3 separate regions of the Sus scrofa genome follow, and regions 1 and 2 are each linked to region 3. A link is a contact called in public Hi-C data. All regions are on one chromosome and are shown on one strand. Each heading gives the region's core, a stretch centred on a gene start, on an enhancer-like site or on the middle of the called end of the contact. The rest is flanking DNA. Distances are from core to core; before and after follow the strand shown.

What was found. Hi-C and Micro-C count contacts between places; a contact is called where the count stands out from the background.
Region 1: a Hi-C map of liver shows a contact between it and region 3, with 2.2 times the contacts expected there. The contact joins two enhancer-like sites. A contact is called at or near these places in 1 of 5 promoter capture datasets (liver), 18 of 47 Hi-C or Micro-C datasets (alveolar macrophages, embryonic fibroblasts, epiblast stem cells and 10 more) and 1 of 2 datasets of contacts at active chromatin or transcription factors (skeletal muscle).
Region 2: a Hi-C map of liver shows a contact between it and region 3, with 5 times the contacts expected there. The contact joins two enhancer-like sites. A contact is called at or near these places in 1 of 47 Hi-C or Micro-C datasets (liver) and 1 of 2 datasets of contacts at active chromatin or transcription factors (alveolar macrophages).

The regions. Positions count from the first base shown.
Region 1 is chr13:109,574,293-109,576,992 of Sscrofa11.1, reverse strand. No RefSeq gene overlaps it. Among named protein-coding and RNA genes, the nearest start is that of SLC2A2, 38 kb to the left of the region's middle. Within about 2 kb of position 1,427, at least 6 of the 83 cell types and tissues checked have an H3K27ac peak or open chromatin away from gene starts, as enhancers often do. A contact at or near this core is called in fetal liver and liver, where this site is marked.
Region 2 is chr13:109,595,565-109,598,264 of Sscrofa11.1, reverse strand. SLC2A2 (solute carrier family 2 member 2) reads left to right here. Exons shown (of 10, transcript NM_001097417.1): 7 at 42-146. Among named protein-coding and RNA genes, the nearest start is that of SLC2A2, 17 kb to the left of the region's middle. Within about 2 kb of position 1,279, at least 7 of the 83 cell types and tissues checked have an H3K27ac peak or open chromatin away from gene starts, as enhancers often do. A contact at or near this core is called in liver, where this site is marked.
Region 3 is chr13:109,747,764-109,750,463 of Sscrofa11.1, reverse strand. TNIK (TRAF2 and NCK-interacting protein kinase) reads left to right here. Exons shown (of 30, transcript XM_021071173.1): 10 at 2,399-2,574. Among named protein-coding and RNA genes, the nearest start is that of SLC2A2, 140 kb to the right of the region's middle. Within about 2 kb of position 1,448, at least 17 of the 83 cell types and tissues checked have an H3K27ac peak or open chromatin away from gene starts, as enhancers often do. A contact at or near this core is called in fetal liver and liver, where this site is marked.

The sequences.
Region 1 (2,700 bases), core at 178-2,677, 170 kb after region 3:
GGAATTTGGAGTTAATAGATGCAAACTATTGCCTTTGGAATGGATAAGCAATGAGATCCTGCTGTATAGCCGTGGGAACTATGTGTAGTCACTTATGATGGAGCATGATAATGTGAGAAAAAAGAATGTATACATATATGTGTAATTGGGTCACCTTGCTATACAGTAGAAAATTGACAGAACACTGTAAACCAGCCATAATGGAAAAAATAAAAATCATTATAAATGAAAAAAATTTTTTAATTTTTAAAATTTTAAAAAATAAAGGTGGTGGATCCACTTTTTTAAAAGGAAAAAAATCCACAGTATATTATAATACTATTCTATGTAACACTATTTCTAATCTTCAAATCTAAATCTCCACGTAGTTGCCAAGAATTATAGTAGTTTGACCCCTAGAAATAATCCAACTTGAGTCATATCCTCAAAGAATAAACTACTCAGTTATATAACTCAGGTTATATATTGAAGGATATGGAAATGCCTCACAGGAAGGGAGGGTTAGCCCCTCCCTGTTATAGAATAGCCAGTGCAGCAATAGCAGAGGGCTCCCACAAGGCTCCATTCACAGCCTTGATTTACTGTTGGCCTCTACTGACTATGCCTGTGGATCTTCACCAAGGTGCTTCATGAAATAATCATTCTTTTCTAACATCTAAGGGCTTATGAATTGTAAATCAATTCAAAACTGATAAACACACATCAACTCCCATTTAAACTCTGTTTCAAAGCATAGTTGTTTCCATTAGTCAAAAATCTGTCATAAAACTTTCACACTATGAAACCCATGGTGAGACTTTCTCTCAATAGAAAGAGTATTTCACTTAAGCCTTGGAAATCAGCTTAATAAAATATAGCATGGTTCCTTTTGTCTTGTTTCTAATGTCTCTTCTTTGCAGGGGTCTCTGGTAGAAGATTGGCTTTGACTGCCAATGTCATAATATAAATTTCATCATAAGTATTGATTGATTTAAGAGTAACAAAGGAGATTGGTCCCCAATTCTCTGTTGTAGAACCAAGTTTAATCTGAGTGTTGTGGGATATTAATTCCTCTGTGGAATTCAATGCAAGATGATATGCTCAAAGGCGTTCCCGTCGTGGCTCAGTGGTTAACGAATCTGACTAGGAGCCATGAGGTTGTGGGCTCAATCCCTAGGCTTGCTCAGTGGGTTAAGGATCTGGTGCTGTTGTGAGCTGTCATGGACACAGCTGGGATTTGGTGCTGCTGTGGCTGTGGTGTAGGCAGGCAGTTGTAGCTCCAATTAGACCCCTAGCCTGGGAACTTCCATACGCCATGGATGCAGCCCTAGAAAAGACAAAAAAAGACACACACACACACAAAAGATAATATACTCATGGTCTTAAGCAAATCTGTCATTTCAAATTGGGTTTGCCAATCACAGTGTCACTATAGTACAAAATCAAAGTTTAATGTCTGTGTGTTCACGTGCTTTCCAAATGCGTTTCATAGTCCACTTGTAGTACAGATAAGCTCTGAAACCTGCTATTTTGGATTTTATCCAGGGAATGGTCTACAACCAAGAGGCTGTATATTTATTTTAACTTGTGAAAATCACCCCTCCTTAGCCTGTCTATTTCTGTTAGACAACTCTAAATGTTGGAAGCTACTTCATTAAATTGAACCAAAAGCTGCCTTCCTAAAATTTCTTCCATTTTTCAGGTAGGAATATATTCTAGGTAAAAGCTACAGGGGCCCAATTTCAACCTATCATGAAGAACAACTTTCTAATAATCAAATGTTTTGGTGGGCAGTGAGTTCCCTATTAACACGACCACTGTGTGAATTGAGTATACATTAATTGCATGTATAGATGCTCCTTGACTTATGATGGGATTATGTCCCAATAAAACCACAATATGCTGAAAATGTCTTAAGTTGAAAATGCATTTTTTACATCTAACTGACTGGACATCATAGCTTAGCCCAGCGTACCTTAAACATGGTCTAACACAGGACACTGTAAGATATTGGTTATTTACCCTCATGATTTCATTGACTGGAAGCTGCGACTCACTGCCTCTTCCCAACATTATGAAAGAATATCATTTCATATATGCTGGCCTGCAAAAAGATCAAAATTCAAAATTCAAGGTCCAGGTAAACATCTATCACTTTTGCACTAGCAGAAAGTTGAAAAATCGTTAAGTCAAACCATCATAAGTCGGGTACTGTGTACTATGTGGCAGACCCTCTTTTAAGTGCTTTGGATGGGATTATTAAATCTTCTATCAAAACAGCATCTTTACTTGGAGAAGAGACTTGTGGCTGCCTGATGGGAGGGGGAGGGAGTGGGAGGGATCGGGAGCTTGGGCTTATCAGACACAACTTAGAATAGATTTACAAGGAGATCCTGCTGAATAGCATTGAGAACTTTGTCTAGATACTCATGTTGCAACAGAAGAAAGGGTGAGGGAAAAAATGTAATTGTAATGTATACATGTAAGGATAACCTGACCCCCTTGCTGTACAGTGGGAAAATTTAAAAAAATATTAAAAAAAAAACCAGCATCTTTAAATGGGTACTATTATAATCCCATTTTAGAGATAAAACACGAATTTTAAGCAACTTGCCTGAAATCATACATGCGGAATAGTAAATTAGTATAGCCAGGACTCAAATCCAGGGAGCCTAAATCCACTGACCACACTGCAAAGCCCAGTGTATTGCATCACCACTT
Region 2 (2,700 bases), core at 30-2,529, 150 kb after region 3:
CTAGGCTTCTTGATTAAGGATAAACTATTATTATTTTGCAGATCTTTTACTACTCAACCAGCATTTTTCAGACAGCTGGAATCAGCCAACCTGTTTACGCAACCATTGGAGTTGGCGCTATCAACACGATTTTCACTGCTCTCTCTGTAAGTAAAATACCCTAGATAAATATCCTGCTTGCTCCTCCGTCCAGAAATGGGAGTTAAAAAACCTTGTGATATAAAAGCAACCAATGATTTATTGTCCACAAGTACTGGGTATTTATATAGAACAAAGTGGGTCACAGGAAGAGTGTTGAATAACCAACCAGTATATTGAGATTTGACATAACTGAGTCGGTAGGTCACAAATGCTGAGGAGGCCATTTGTTACTCATTGTGAATTAATAACTCACTTAGGGACACAGACACTCAATATTTTTTGTAAATACCTGGGTTCCTTCTCCTTTGCTCTGTACTTAAGCCCCTTGGGATTAGCAAACAGCTGGGCGTTTCTATCAATATTGGATCTTGCACTTAGATTCCTCTCCTTCCATGGCTGAGATTCTTTTTTTATCCTGATGTCTTAGAGAAAAAAAAATTTTTAAATAAACATGGTCCTCTCAATTAGATATCTAAACCTCTAGCAAAATGAAACCGATTCAGTAAATTCCTATGATGTTAGGCCATTTGGCAGAGCTTCCAGGTAGCTCACAGGACAAGGCTTCTGGTGATGCATATGACTGTGTAATATTAGGAGAGGATTGAGTAAAAGTGGTATAACTTGAAATATTATTGTCATTTTTGAAATGTAACTTTTTTCAAATGTCAAATGTTATTATATATTTTTGAATTTTTTTTTTTTTTCTGACATGGGAGGAGGACATGTACTCTTCTTAAGACCAAACACCTAAGTGCTTATTTTGGCAGCACATGTACTAAGACCAAATATCTTGTCTAAGGAATGATTCAGTATCTTGACATTAGCAATTCTTAACCTAGCCATCTAAGAATTAAAGTAAATCAACCAACCAAAAAAAAAAAAAAAAAAAAAACCCAAAACTTCCCAACTAAAGTAACTCACTTAAAATGAGGATAATTGGGTTTACTTTTATCTTTGAATGCAGGATGTTCAAAGAGACTGTGCTTTTAAGTTTTGGCCACAGTGCCATATACTCAATATACTTTAGTCACTTGTTTTTCATTCTCTGCACATGGACTTTTAACTATTACTGAGAGTGGTCAATAAATTACAGCCTGGCTACCTAGATCAAAAGGCAGGTTTGTCCAGTGCACATTAAACAGAACTGGACCTTGGAAAGAGGAGGAACAGATAACAAGGGAACACCAGCGTTTCTGTAGATATGCATTTAGAGAGAATGCCTGTTCAAACCAAAAGGCATTCTAAATCAACAAAGCCCTGGTGCTGGGATGGAGTCCGAGGGACTAATCACATTCTTGTCTCCTGTGATAATATTTTTGCAAATCCCACTGCAACATATTTTTCTCATATAGAGATTATGATTAAAACATTTTATTTGTAACAGGATTTGCCATGTAAAGTTACCAAGATCAGGTTATCAAGGTCAGGGTAACCTAAACTCTAAGAATACCTAAAGAGGAAACTACTGCAGAATTTCTTTGTGTTTCCTCCTACCAATCCCATGGAATGGAAGGAATTGTTCTGAAAAGTGTCTTGTGTATTTTGAATATACCTCTTTAGAACTCATCCTTTTATTCTGTGAAAATTGTGTACAAATGAGTGACAAAAAAAAATCAGCTCTAATCAGCTGTCTAATTAACTCTCCAGGACTACAGATAACATAAAAATTTAATTATATTTATTTTTGAAAAATTGTTTTAAAGTTCAAATAGATACAAAAAGGATAGCCTCTCAGTGATCCAGTTTCTCTTGCCAAAAAAAAAAAACAAAACAAAACCCAATGTTACCAAATTCCATGTATCCTTTCAAATAAAGATGTACACATGTACAAATAAGAATATGCACTGATAATATATTAAGGTTTCAACAACTTAGAAGGACTATAATCAATCTTTTTTTATGTTTTCCCGAATGATACTTGGAGAGACTTTCCTAACTCAACTCTGTATTATGTTCCACATTCCATATTTTCTTTTACACTAATGAGCCAGGAGAAGGGAGCCTGTAATCTTGAGAGAGAAAACAAAAGAGAAAGAAATATGAAGGACACTACAGGGCAGCATGAGTCTAGAGGAGAAAGTCCCTCTAGGTTGTCATCCGGGATCTGAGTGATGCACAGTGCCCAGGGCAAAGACCAAAGTTAAGTTCAGGCAGACATCTCCAGTCCCTGACCAAGTCTTACCCTGTGTCACACTCCTTCCTGAGTCTTCATCTGCCCCAAGAAAGGAGTCTGAATCAATTTTCAAGGTCTATAGTCTTAGATTTATAATTCTTTTCATAGCAATTGTTCAGATATGAAGAAACAGACACAGTAAAAGCCCTTTTTCCTGAAGAAATGCTCCAGTTTTCTTGGCAGCTTGACATGCTGTCATCAAGTCATCTTTAAAAGTCATAATTGGGAGTTCCCTTCGTGGCTCAGTGGTTAACGAACCCGACTAGGATCCATGAGGTCACAGGTTCGATCCCTGGCCTCATTCAGTGGGTTAAAGATCTGGCATTGCCATGAGCTGTGGTGTAGATCACAGATGAGGCTCAGATCTGGCGTTGCTGTGGCTCTGG
Region 3 (2,700 bases), core at 199-2,698:
TCTGTGCTATATAGCTGGTTCCGTTAAACTCCCTGAACACTTTCATTTTGGAGAGGTCTCTGATTTTTGTTAGGTGTGGGTATTGGGGATTGGAATGTACAGTCTATTAAGTCTGAATCTCATTTTTAAATTGGGTGTGATTTATTTATCATCCCCTAATGAATAGTTGAGCACTTTATAAAAAAGCACGCTCTTCCTTCTAGTTGCAAGCAGGAAAAAAGAGAACTTCCATTTGCATTCTTGGTGAATATTTAATAGCTTTCTGTCTTCCTTTGGTTTTGCGCTTATCTTTTTAGTACTGATTTTCTACCTAGAAGAGTACCGTGTGGAGTTTGTCTATTTATTTATGCAGGTTAACCTTACTCACTTCAGTTTATTCCATTATTTTGTTATGGTTTTGTTGTTGTTATTGTTTTTTGCAAGGTCCCTCCTTAGATGATATCACATTAGCACCTCTACAGAGTAACCTGATGGCTAGAAAGAGGGCATATTAAATAATACCTTCTTGGGAGTTACCTTTGTGGGTCAGCAGTAATGAACCCAACTAGTATCCATGAGGAATTGGGTTCGATCCCTGGCACCACTTAATCCCTGGGTTAAGGACCCGGCGTTGCAGTGAACTGTGGTGTAGGTTGCAGAAAGCGGTTCAGATCTGGTGTTGCTGTAGCTGTGTTATAGGCCAGCAGCTGTAGTTCCAATTCAACCCCTAGTCTGGGAACTTCCATATGCCACGGGTGTGGCCCTAGAAAGAGAAAAAATCTCTCCAAGTCTTCCTTTCTGTCCCTTACAAGGACGTATTTGAACATAGCCACATTACAGCTCTTGTCCAGAACTCTCAGCCAATAATCACTCATGCATTCATTTGTCAAGCATGCAGTGTGCTTGTGATACAAAGATGGCTCAATTATGTCCCAGCTCTGGGGAGAATTTCCAGTGTAGGGGAAGCAGAAATGTGGGCTGAAGGACCTAGAGGGAGGTACCATTTCTAGTCCACAGTGTTGCCAATCCTGATACATCCCCCGCTGACCCCAAGCATGGCAGGTGACTTTTATTTCTATGTTAAATGATTTAAAAGTTCGATCATTGCCTAGAAATTTAAGGTGGAAAAAAAGACCAATAATTTAGTACTACTTTGAAAAACACAGAGTGCAATGTGTTTTTTGACTCGGGCAATCATGGAGAGCAGTGCGTATACCAGTGCCCTCTCACATCTGAATCCTGAAGAACATGCCTGCCGCTGTGTTCCATGTGGTGAGGACACTTTTCCAGCCTGAAAACTGTGTATCTCGCCTGCTGGGAAGTGTGGGAAAGCTGGCTGTTGATCTTCTCCTGTAACTCCCGAATTCTCCACAGGGGGGCAACAGAGAGCACAAAATGGTTGCATTCCTGAGCAGGGCTGGGACACTGAGAAGAGTGACTCTGGTTCCCCCATGGACTCTGAGGACAACGTGCAGTGCTGCCAGTGGAACACCTGGGAAAGGCATGCTATAGAGTCATGAGCTTAATTATTTATGATGCTGAACAATTTCTAGAAACTTTCAGCAAGAACACGCATGCCCAACTCCTGAATCATAGCTGAAGTCCACCATTAACTTCTACCACGTTGTGAACTTTACCCTAAATGCTGGTGTCACTCGCCAGCTTTCCCCAGCCCCGAGGAATCTCTGGGACAGGGTTTATTCCTGAGGAAACGATGCCTTTCTAGAAGGAGATAAATTTGCTTATGAACTTAGCCCCTTAAAGTTAGTTTTTCCAGTCGGTGGATTAATAGCAGACATGCGCACACATCCTATTTTTATTCTTGGAAAGCAGAGTTCCAAAGTGACTGAAATCACCAATGAAAAAACATGCCGTATAAGAATCTTGCTCATTTCTACAAAGTGTACTCCCCCTTACCTCTTCCACCCTGGTTTTACTTTTCCCAGCTTGCATTTTCTTCCTCATTTAGACAACTCACCTCAGTGTCCCCTGACATATAGTATGCTATTAGGTTTTCACTGATTGCCTACCTCCCTGAACTATCCTTTCCCAAGAATGATTTTCTCCTAGTTCTTGAAGATCTAGCTCTGGTTCCTTCAGTCCAACAGACCTTCCAAACAGTGGTTCTCATCAGGGTCTTTCTCTTCTCTGATGCCTATTGGTCTTCCATGTGATATTCTGTATAAACTGCGGAAAAAACGCTTTCACAATGTAACTGCCATGCACTGCCTGAGCTATGATGGTGATGGTGCCTTTGAACTCCTAATGTCTAATGAAAAGCTAGACCTACTTTGTGATTGGTTGACCCCTACATAGCTGATTGGACCTTTTTTTTTTCATTCTAGCATTTCAGAAAATATAAGCTTGCTTTTCTACGGATTGTCTTTTTACGTATGGGTTCATCTCTTCTGTTTGGCAGGTCAAAAAAATTCCAGTCCTTTATTGAGAGCTGCTTGGTAAAGAATCACAGCCAGAGACCCGCAACAGAACAACTGATGAAGCATCCGTTTATCCGCGATCAACCTAATGAACGACAGGTCCGCATCCAGCTCAAGGACCATATTGATAGAACAAAGAAGAAGCGGGGAGAGAAAGGTGAGATGCTCACCTGTATTTCAGCAAGGGAAACAAAAGACAGAATGAGTCACAGGCCCTTGGTGTATTGGGAGGTGACTGCAGAATTTCCAAGAGGGCTGCATTATTCTTTAAGTATTCTTTTTT